Linked DNA regions of Gossypium hirsutum: regions 2, 3 and 4 are each linked to region 1. A link is a contact called in public Hi-C data. All regions are on one chromosome and are shown on one strand. The core of a region is the stretch at or near the end of the contact, and the rest is flanking DNA. Distances in the headings are between cores, read along the strand shown. Region 1 holds the start of LOC107961639 (oligouridylate-binding protein 1). Region 2 holds the start of LOC107951092 (protein TIFY 10A). Region 3 has its middle 26 kb from the start of LOC107951092. Region 4 has its middle 47 kb from the start of LOC107951092.

The links. A called contact is a pair of places that touch in the nucleus more often than the background predicts.
Region 2: a Hi-C map of leaf shows a contact between it and region 1, with 2.2 times the contacts expected there. The contact joins the promoter of LOC107951092 here to the promoter of LOC107961639 in region 1. A contact is called at or near these places in 2 of 34 Hi-C or Micro-C datasets (both in leaf).
Region 3: a contact with region 1 is called in a Hi-C map of leaf, with 3 times the contacts expected there. The contact joins the enhancer-like site here to the promoter of LOC107961639 in region 1. A contact is called at or near these places in 8 of 34 Hi-C or Micro-C datasets (leaf and petal).
Region 4: a Hi-C map of leaf shows a contact between it and region 1, with 5 times the contacts expected there. The contact joins the enhancer-like site here to the promoter of LOC107961639 in region 1. A contact is called at or near these places in 11 of 34 Hi-C or Micro-C datasets (callus, hypocotyl and leaf).

Annotation. Positions count from the first base shown.
Region 1 is chrA06:21,415,113-21,417,812 of Gossypium_hirsutum_v2.1, forward strand. It overlaps LOC107961639 (oligouridylate-binding protein 1), which reads left to right and starts at 1,425. Exons shown (of 12, transcript XM_016897703.2): 1 at 1,425-1,820; 2 at 2,413-2,474; 3 at 2,661-2,700. The coding sequence starts at 1,737.
Region 2 is chrA06:21,226,614-21,229,595 of Gossypium_hirsutum_v2.1, forward strand. LOC107951092 (protein TIFY 10A) reads left to right here and starts at 1,448. Exons shown (of 5, transcript XR_001698316.2): 1 at 1,448-1,921; 2 at 2,406-2,873; 3 at 2,959-2,982.
Region 3 is chrA06:21,252,148-21,255,080 of Gossypium_hirsutum_v2.1, forward strand. No RefSeq gene overlaps it. Among protein-coding and RNA genes, the nearest start is that of LOC107951092, 26 kb to the left of the region's middle. Within about 2 kb of position 1,449, at least 3 of the 9 cell types and tissues checked have an H3K27ac peak or open chromatin away from gene starts, as enhancers often do. A contact at or near this core is called in leaf, where this site is marked.
Region 4 is chrA06:21,179,611-21,182,477 of Gossypium_hirsutum_v2.1, forward strand. No RefSeq gene overlaps it. Among protein-coding and RNA genes, the nearest start is that of LOC107951092, 47 kb to the right of the region's middle. Within about 2 kb of position 1,256, at least 2 of the 9 cell types and tissues checked have an H3K27ac peak or open chromatin away from gene starts, as enhancers often do. A contact at or near this core is called in hypocotyl and leaf, where this site is marked.

The DNA of each region.
Region 1 (2,700 bases), core at 175-2,674:
TTTTGTTCAAACCTTCCCACATTTCGGGCAGACCTTCAGGCCGGGTCGAGTGGCCCAACCCATGCTCACCTCTAGGGCCAACCGGTCTAGTTCAATTTTTTATAATTTTTATAAGTTTATATCAATTTTAATATTTTTTTAAATAATTTTTTACATTTTATTATTTTAAAAAATTCTAATATGTTTTTAAATTTAAATATTTTAAATAATTTTTATTAATTTTATAATTTTAATAAGTTTATATTAATTTTAATATTTTTAATAAAATTTTAATAATTACTAACATTAATTTTTATAATGTTTATGATTTTTTTATCAATTTTTAATTTTTTTATAAAAAAATATTAGATTAAACCAAAAGTTATCCATGTTACTAGTTAATTAATTTGTCAAATTATTTTAAGTATCATCATGATCAAAGGTAAAGACCATCAACAAAAGAACTTAATTAATTATATTAGTTAATAGTGAAAATTAATTGATTTTTTTTTTTTACTTTTTCTTAAGAGGACATATAAAAAAAAATTAATTTTCCCAAGTCTAAAACCGCTAATTTAATCTCAATACTGATTAGGCGGGCAGATTCATGTGGTCCCCACCACATCCAACTGAAAACATTTGCTCAAAATCTCTCTGCTCATCTAATTGCTCATTTGGAAAAATATCTGTGCTGTCTTTAGTACTCTCGATTACATCCGATCATAACCAAAAAGAAACCCAGATATTTTTTTTACGGTTAAAATATAGATCCCTGTACTCTTTTCTCATTTACAATTTAGTCTATTTTTTAAAAAATTAATTCCTCTAATTTTTAAATTTTAAATTACAAGTTCAATTATTGACATAGATAAAACTTTCTACTAAATTTAAGTTTATTATAACATTAATTTTGTTATATGATTACTAAATGAGTATTTTTTTAATTTTAAAATCTTACATCAACAAAAATTTGATAGAAGGATTCTAAGGGTAGTAAGGATTGAATTTGAATTTTAAAATATGAAAAATAGGACTAAATTTAAAGAAATAAAAATAGAAGGACTAAATCTAAAATATAAAAAAAAATATAAACTTGGAACATATTATTTATAAACTCATATAAAAGTTTTAGCATTTTTATTCAGGGATAAAGTCTAAAAAAATACATATGAAGTTTGGTTGAATGTTTAATGTTTTGCATGTGTAAATTTATATATTGATTTAATTTTTACAAACCATACTATCATTACCAAGGTAAAATGTTGCATACACAAATAGTAATACTAACTCAATATAAAAATAAATTGATGTGTACAATTGAATCAACATCAAAGTTTCATATATAGATTTGAATCACAATCAAATTTTATGGGTATAATTGCACTAAATCAAAATTCCTGGCTAAAATTGCATATTTAACCAAAATTTATACATAGTTTTGATATTTTACCCTTTCTATACACAGAAAAAAGTACTATAAAATCATGGGAGCTTCGTCTTTTTGCTCACTCTTCATTTTATCTTTTCCTTTCCAGTTTCAACTCATAATAATCTAGTGTTCCCTTTCGAGGGATTTTACCCCTTTTTTTTTTCTTTTTTTTTCTTTTGAATTTTTTTGAAATTTTTTCTTTTTTGGGTTTAATTTGGTTTAGTTTCCGTTTTTGTCCTCATCCTCATCTTCTTTTTCGATTTCTCCAGAAATCCTAACCCTATAGATTTTCTCAGAATCTTCAAATTTTTAACTAAACTGAAAGAAGATGCAGCAGCAAAGGCTAAAGCAGCAACATGCTCTGATGCAACAGGCTTTGTACCACAATCCCAGTCTCATGAGTGGTCCTCAGGTTCTTTTTTACTTCTCTGTATTTCTCCCTCTATTAATTTTGTTTTTATATCAAAATTGAGGGTTTCAGTTTCTATTATGAAGTTTGTTTCTTTCTTATTCGACTTGGGTTTGTTTTAATTCATATATGTCGTCTGCCAATTTGTTTGCTTGCTAGTATTACTCAGTGAAATCTTTGGGGATTTTAGCCTGAGAATTTTCTGTTTTCTGTTGAAATTATACGACAAAAATTTGATTGAAAAAAATTGTTCTTTTCTTGGGAGATAATGTTATCATTTTTGTGTAAGAAATGGCTCATTAGCTTTGTCTTCTGATGTGGGTCATGATGACAACAATTAGGGACTGTTTTAACGGGAAAAAAAAAAGGGCAGGTAGCAGCTTAATTATGTAAATATGATCCTTTTTTCTTTTTTTGTTTTGTATTTTGTTACTTTTAAGTTTAAGCTTAGGTATCTCCTTTAGGCATTTGTTTCTAGTGTTAGTCATATTGACCGTTGCGAGAGTGTCCCAGTCCAGCACAGGGAAGAAATCCTTCTTTTCTTTTTTTTTTTTTGTTTTTGTATCTTTAAATTTTTTTAATTTATGTTTTGCAGATAGAACCTATCTTGAGTGGGAATCTTCCTCCTGGCTTTGATGCAGCTACTTGCCGCAGCGTGTGAGTTTTGCTTAGTTCACTGTTTAAAAAAGTTCACATTTGGTCTTTGAGTCTTTTTATTTGAGCTATGCTCATAATTCATAATATCTTTTGCATGTATATTTAGTGAAGAATCTTAGTCTTAATTTTTCTGTTTATGTCCCATTTCATTGTTATTTTTATCATTTACCTAATCTTAAATTGCAGATACGTGGGAAATATTCACCCCTACGTCACGGAACCCCTT
Region 2 (2,982 bases), core at 198-2,697, 190 kb before region 1:
GAAAGAAAACTTTCAATTGGTGTAAGTGGTATGAAAAAAGAAAGCTATAACTTTCAATTGGTGTAAATAGTATGAAAAAAAAAGCTATACAATAATGATTTTAACAGTTTGGTGACTGAAATGAAAATTTTAAATAATCTAATGACTATTTTATAATTATTTTAAAATTAAGTGCTCAAAACTTAAATATACTAATAGTAAATTAATGTAAATAAGAATAAAAATGGTGTAGGGATATTTGGCGCAGGAGGCATCCAAAGTTTGCAGGCTCCTATTGGGGAAAGGGGCATGTGGATTGGCACATGTGCAATTATTATTGGAGAAAGCAACGTGCGGTTGCCTCTTTTGAGATTCAAGGAAGGCAAGAGAAGAGAAGGCGGTGTTTGTGGCGCCCACAGAAAATGAGGATTATGCACTCATTTTAAATTTTTATATTTAAGCTGACTTGTTTTACAAAACTACCCTTTTTTCACTTTAAACATCTGTTTAAATTTTTATGTTTAACTTAATGCTTATAATTAAGTAAATTGTAACTTGAGAAAACTACTCATCAGTAAAATCAAACTTTCAATTTTTCTAACCAAAAAAAATCAGACACCTCTCACTCTGAATTCAATTTATTTTTTTTTATTTTGAGGAAATAACGTTTACTCTTTTGCTTTTTTATTTTTTGCCAACTACCTTTGTGCTTATTTAAGTAAAAAGTAAATGCTAGAGGTTTTCAGGAAAATATTCTATCGTTTCTTTATAAAAATAATATTAAAATTTAATTACTTATAAAAATATGATGTTTCCTACGATGACTTTGGGTGTGGCTCCGTACATTGACTGCACTAATAAACTTTTGAAAACTTTAATCAAAATCATAAAGTTCAAAATATTTTTATTTGTATAAAACATCTAAAATGAGAGGAAAAAGGAAGGAAAATATATTATAAATATATAAATAATAATATTTTTGTCATACAACCATTTTTAATTAAGGTTAAACAAACAAAATATCAAAGAGAAAAAAAAACTTAGACACCAGTTATGACAAAAAAAAATTATTTTCAACCTAATCTCAAAGACTAATTGAGTTTTGCTGTCAAAGTTGGTATGAAATTTAGAATTTATATGCTCCAAATATGCAACTTTATAATTCCTAGTGTTTAATAAAAAAAAAGTAATTGGGTAAACAAAAATAGCCCCATATTTTATTTTTTTTTAATTCAAGTGAAATGAGTTATAATTGTTTTAATAATAATTTAATTAAATCTCCATAATCAAGGAATTTCGAAGATACTTTTATCAATATTGAAATATAAAAAAATAAACTGATAAAACATCGCCGTCGACACAGATACAGAAAATAAAAAACAAAAGAACACGTGTTGAAAATCCCAATCAAAGGAGACGAGACGATATAATAGTGAAGCACCCCTCACGAGTTAGGAACCTGTAGGGCTGCACCCCAAAATCTCTTTTTTTCTTTTTTCAAGCTTAGAAAAAAACCTCATTTATTCCTCGTGCTTTTTAACCCACCTTCCTCTACGAGCTTTGTTTTTTTCTGAGATTAAAAACAAAGCCAGTTTCTTTCCTCTTTTATAAATAAAATCTCTTTGCTTAGCCTAACATCATAATTTTCGAACATATCCTTAGTTTAGCTGTAAGTAAAGTTTTAAAGATCATTCTCTGAGAAAAGAACCCCACCCCACCCCACCCCCCCCCCCAAAAAAAAAAGAGCAGAAGGGGTAAATAGCTGGGATTCTGGTTTCTATGAATATGTCGTGTTCACCGGAATTTTTGGTTCAGAAACCGACGAGGTCACCGGAGAAGACAAGCTTTACCCAAACTTGTAACTTGTTGAGTCAGTACTTGAAGGAGAAAGGTAGCTTTGGAGATCTAAGTCTGGGTATGACATGCAACGATGAAGCTAATGGTATGTTCTTTAGTTCTTTGTTTTTTGGGTTAAATTTTTTAGTTTTGGATTAATTGCCCGTTTTAAAGCGGTTTAATTGAATCAATCTTCAAGCTCTAATCTCTCTTTTTTTTTAAATAAAAAAATAAAAAAATGGTTTTAATATTCAGATCTGAAAATCAGAAATTACAAATTGACATATTCATATTTTATTGTTCAAAACAGTCAAAAAAACATGGCCTTTATTCTCTCGGTCTCCCCTGAAAATAGTCCAGGAAAAGAAATTAACCATGTGCGTATAGGGGATTTGAATCATCATGTTTGCAACAAAACTCTATTGCGATATTTATCCCCTCAATTTTATATTCTGTTGCTAAAATGCCCTATTCTTTTTCCATTATAAATAGCCCCAGTAATTCTATTATGAAAGCATACAACTAGTAAAGAAGGTAGTTTCAGAAACATAAACGCCTAATGTATCGTTTTATTTATGGATATGTTGCAGAGACTCCCGAGATGCTGCGTCCCACCATGAATTTGTTTCCTGTCAATGAGAAATCCGGTGATGATTGCCTTGCGGCGCCTCCTCCTCGGAAACTGAGATCCATGGATTTGTTCCCTAATCAAGCTGCTTTTTCATCACCTAAAGATGATGCTCTGAAAAGCACCATGAACAAATTGGGTTCTTCAGTGGAGCCTCAAACTGCACAGATGACCATCTTTTATGGTGGACAAGTGATTGTGTTCAACGATTTCCCGGCCGACAAAGCTAAGGAGATCATGCTTTTAGCTGGCAAAGGCAGCTCTCAAAGCAATAGCTTCAACACCAATCCTCCCCACATCAATGCCCCCTTTACTTCTACCATAGCAACAAGTCCAATTGAGTCCGGTATCGGGGTTCCTCCTACCCCTAATTTCAGCACCACGGTAACTCAAGAATGCATACGATCTGCTCAGCGATCCATTCCCGGCGGTAAGCCTTATTGAAGATGGAATTATGGTTTGGTATTTTCATGTTGTATTCAGGGTTCTTATTAGTTGGTGTCTATTTTTTGCAGATCTACCAATTGCAAGGAGAGCTT
Region 3 (2,933 bases), core at 199-2,698, 160 kb before region 1:
AAATTATTTTTAGACTTAATTGATACCTAAATTTGGATTATGTTAATCAAGTGAGTACCTTTTTTAGCTACTTGAGTGATGCCGTTAATTTCGACACTTATATTAAAAAAGAAAAAAACATTTAAATTGAATTATCTTTAATCTACTTTAATATTTATTATTAAAAAACATTAAAAAGATAAAAAAAACTACCAATGTTACTCAAGTACTTAAAAGAAGTACCCACTAGATTAATAAAATTCAAATTTAGGTATCAATTAGGTCCAAAAAAAATTTAAATATCAAGTAAGTATTAATTGTTAAGTTTAGGACTATAATGTACATTAATCCTTTTATACATTTTTTTTTGTGATTAATGTATTATACTTTATAAAAATTAAAAAATTAATTCCTCTATTTTAATTTATCAAAATTAGATTTTGATAGTTGATGTTAATCGCAAACAAAAAGACTTCTGACTTTTATTTATCTTTTATTTTATTTTTATATATTTTTTACAAAAGAGGACAAAGCCCTAAAACAAACTGCAAGTCTATTCTAAGCAGAACCGCCCACAGGTAGCTCCCATGGCTTTCAATCTATAGGGCCTAGGGGGAGAGGTGAAAGCAGTCAAGCCTAGTCTTCCCATTGCTACAATGCTCTCCGATTGATTAACCACATGATTCGTCTCTTCATAAAAAATGCCCAACCCATTTTCTCATGCCCTGCATTTCTCATATAAACTATTGCTCAATTATTTAAACAAAAAAATTGTTAGTATTAACTTTTTAATTTTGATTTTGATTTTGATTTTGATAATTTTGTTTGGATTAACTTCTTACTTTTTGTAAAGTAAAAAGAATGGAAGCATATTTTATCTTTTTTTTTAATTTTAGACATTCTAAAATCATTTTAAACTTTAACTAAATCTAAAATTGAGTCGAATCAAATCTTTAAACTCGAACATAAAAATATTACTCCCTCAATAGTATTTTTAATTAATTATCACACACATCAAATACTTTACTACTCAACCATTTGCACTAATATAAAACTAATATGATTTTACACTCATTCATAACTTTTTTTTACGGTTGATATTTTAACAATTCAAATTTAATATAATTGTACTTGCTATAAATGTAAAATTTCAAATCAATCCGAGATTTCTATCATTTTAACCTAAAATGTTATCTATATTAATATATATATAATAGTTAAATTTTTTACATAAAATAAAAAATTAAAAGATTTTGTTTATTTTAAACTTTATATGCATGATTTACATAGATTAAACATTGAATTCAATAGTTGAATTAGAAAAATATAAAAATTATGAAATAATATAAAACTATATTAAATATATATTAGTTTATAATATAATTAATTATCACGCGTTTGCTTTGCTTCGTGTGGTTTGCCTACTTTTCTATTCACATATACTTGGCATCTTATCAGCCAGGTGTTTTTACCCAAAATAAATAAATAAAAAATTCAGGAAAATTAGGTGGGTGGTCCAAACTCCAAACAGGTGCGTAATTGTAATTTTATGAAAACTAGTTTTATTTCAACAATAATAATTGGCATTTGGTAATTCTCATGCTTTTCTTCTTCCGAAAGGGCTGATCTGTGAGCATAAATAAGGGGAAACAAGGGGTTGAATTTTGTTCTTATATTTCTTTCTTCACAATCATAACCTACCTTTTTTCTGAATTAAAGTCCAAATACTCTTCACTTGAAAATAAAAAACTAGAGACAATTAATAGTCAAATATTGAGATTATTAACTTTTGTCCAGTTTTTTTTTCAATATCAAATAATTATATTAGACTCTAATTAAATTTGAAACCGAATTAGAGTCTTAAACAAAAGTAAGGTTCTTCATGTTATTTTTTTTGCTCACAACATTAAAACTCAAAACTTTAAGGAGTATAATTACGTACAAATAACAAAACTCATTTGCTTTTAAGTGATAGACTAATGGTTTTTTTTTCGTATGATTAAGGTATCCTACATGTTTATTTTACATTCCATGAAAATTAATTATTTTGGGTTCGTAGTTATCTTTTTCAAAAATGTCTTTTTCAGTGTTTGAATTTGAATTTTCTTTTTAAAAATACAATATATTTTACTACTGCACTCAATACTTATTAATGTAATATACTAATAGTTACTGTAGCGTTAACTTTGCCAATAAGTGGTTGAATGTAATGGTAAGAAACATTACACTCCCATAACGAGAATACAAATTAAAAGAGACAACAACAAACCTAAATATCAACTGTAAAACTAATATGAAAAATTGAAAAAAAAAAAACTTCAAACCTTGAATCTAATATATTACCAAAGAAGTTGGGTATACAAATAACTTGCAGAAAAGGCAAATTAGAGTGGCCCAACAGATAAGTATCGGTTTGAAATTCTGAGGGGTTAAGTGGATTGAGTTTCATGTGAGAGACCAGTTCTTACACAATTCATGTGTCATTTTCCGTATTTGTTTTGCCACTGTATGAACACCAATACGATACATATTATCAAGTAATGATCTAATTTTTTTTAGTAAGAATGATTATACGTATCTTTTTTAATCGTGAAAGGTTTTGAAAACTGTTGGTCATTTTAAATCAACACGATAAAAATGATTTTTTAATAAATTATATATGATACTATATTTGGTTACTACTATAATAATAGGAGAAAGAAAACTTATTTAATATATATTACAATATTAAACATAAAATAAAAAATAATTAGTACAAATTTGAACTTAAAACTAAAATGACGAGAAAAAACTTTTATAAAAGAATGCCTCTTCAAAATAAGTTAAAGAAATTTTCTTTTTCCAAAATAAGTCATATTTATCAATTATACTAGTGAATAAATAACACTTATACTAAACATAACTTGAAATATTGTTTGGAATAATACCTCTATCCCTACGAGTAACAGCTAGAA
Region 4 (2,867 bases), core at 6-2,505, 240 kb before region 1:
TACCCAAGCTTTAGTAGAAAGGAAGTTTTTGCATAATCATGGTCATACTATAAATGGAAGGATTTGCTTACTATGGAGGGGTAATTCACAAATTGATGCATTTGGTTTTATTGATCAGCTTCTAACTTGTTATGCTACCAATGACGGTCAACATTTGTTTTTGATAGTTATTTATAAAAGCAATAATAGTGCTAAAAGGAAGCTGCTGTGGGATGAAATTGGTGCTTTACAAGGGAGGATTGAAAAAAAAAACTGTTGGCTTATAGGAGGGGATTTCAATGTACTAAGTAATCCTGGGTAAATTTTTTTTTTTAACTATAATAGTTGCCATCAAGTTAATAGTGATATACAGAATTTTCTTGATTACCAATACCGCTTAGAGCACATGGATTCATTTTAATGAGTTATATGTATTAAAACGTCAAAAATTAATACCATTAGTCAGAAGTATTACATTAATAAACAATACAAAAGTAAGTATTATAATAGACATTTTGAAAATAAAAATACCACATTAAAATATTTTGAAATACCCCCTTACCTAGATAAACCATCGTCACAGATACTATATTAACAAAACATTTGCTCAACTTAAAAAAATACCATAATTTCAAAACTTCGAAAACGTTTTTAGTACAACATGAAATCATTCTCTAGGTTTTTGGACCAAGCAAATGCATGAGACCAACCTCTTTCACCCTAGTATTATAATTAAATTCTCTCTTTGATGTCAATACTATTTTTTATCTGTGTACTTTATTTTTTTTATTAGTTTGGCATCTATATTTTCATTTTATAATCTTACTTACCCAACTTAAATTTTCATTAAAATATTTCAAACTAACTAATCACTTGCTACCACATATCAAGGAAAATTAAATTTTCACTTCAATTATTTAAAAAATATAACAAAACTAAAAAAATCATTAAAAAACCCCAAAGATTGAACTCGGGAAATTATTAAAAAAACTAAAAAAATCATGATTTATTTTTTAAAATTATAAGTATGCAAGGTGTTTTGAGAATTAAATTTGACCAGCCGATTGAATTCAGAATCAGCTGGGTAACCGATCCAAACAATAGCAAAAGCCTGTTTGAACCAGGAATCGAAAAACCAATCAGACCGGTTTTTGGAAATTTTGGGCTCCTTGAGGTTGGGTTGAGCTAAAAAAGGCCCAACAATACAAAAGCTCTAACTTCTGTTTAAAAAATTCAGCCCAAGTGGAAAAAGGATAAAAGAAAAATAAAAGAAAAATAATTAAACAATAAAAACAAAAAATCTAAACCTACCCGTGACCCACCCACCCCAGCCCCCACACCCATCAGGCCATCAGCTTCAGCCCCAGCCGACAGTCCCTCTGCTGTCTTGCTAAAACCAACCTTAAAAATCGGTTGAAGAAGACAAAAAGGACTATTAACTTCTTTTTTTTAATGTTGAAAGAACAAAAGAGAATGGTGGAATTCATAAGGATGTTTTGGGTTTTAAAATGAAATTAAAAGTTGATTAAGTAATTTTTAGTAAATGCATTTATTTATTAAATAAAATATATTAATTAAATTAAATGTATATTTTTTTGACAAATATGTCCACGTGCAGCTTCCCATCGGTCCTCTATTTTCAAACATTAAATTGTACAAAATTCAAGTTCAAAAAATAATTTAGACAAATATATTTAAAAGATCAAACTAGAAAAAGTTGCCAAGTATGAAGATTATGGTTTTGTTCGGTAGAATGGAAAAAATAGAAAGATGGAAAATTGAAGAGGTAGAAAAATAGAAAGATAGAAAAAAAAATATTTTCATGAGTGTGCTTGGTAGAAAATATGGAAAATTTGAAAAAAAAATTAATTTTCTTTCCATCCATTTCTTGATAAGTTGAAAAACAAAATGAAACTTTCGAAAAATGCATAATTTTGAACTAATATATAAACCCCTCTCTCTTTCTTTCCTCGTATCTTCCCAGCTTGGAAGAATTTGTTTTTATGCATTAGGATTGGAGTCGTCTTAGAAGTTTCGTATCGGACCCAATTGTTATGCAAATAGCTTTGGTGTTGTTGCCTTCACTAGATGCGGGGAATGATTGGTTGTCATATAGATGGACGACTAGAAGTTCTTTTTCCATGCGGAAACCTATAGAGGTATGCATCACTTTGGTTCGGCTAATAGTTCTAATGTTTGGAAGTTGATTTGGTTACTGTGGAAGAACATATTGTTAACTAATGAAGAGAGAGTTAGGAGACATACGGCTTGTGAGGGCCACTGCTTGAGTTACATGTTGTTAAGGATTATTCCTTTTCACGGGCAGTTTGGAGCTCAATTATACCACCTCAGGAACAAGAATTGTTTGTATCATTACCACTTGATGAATGGATTGTATGTAACTTGCAGAACATAGGGGATTGTAGTAGTCATAAGGTAGATTGACAAATTTTATTTCCCATAGTGTGCTGGTTACTATGGAAAAATAGGAATATGTTTGTTTTTTAGTAGTCAAAGCTCCATCCAAGATGTGGTAGATACAAGTATCAGTTGGACGAAAGTTACTCTCCACCATCGGTGCCTAGATTTCATGCGAGACCTATGGTTACCTCTATGTAATGGCCAGCTCCAAAAAAAGTTTGGGTTAAGCTCCATACAGATGGTGCAGTTTCGATTAATTTTTACTCAACTGCAATTGGGGGAGTCATTAGAGATGCTGATAGAAATTGGTTATGTGGCTATTTAATGGTATTAGGGAAGGACGAAGTGTTCATGATTAAAGCGAGGTTAATATTAGAAAGGTTATGTTTATTATAGGATAAGGGATTTCACCAGGTTGAAGTTGAATGTGATAATGCCCTTTTGGTGGAAATAATTTTGGCTAGAGA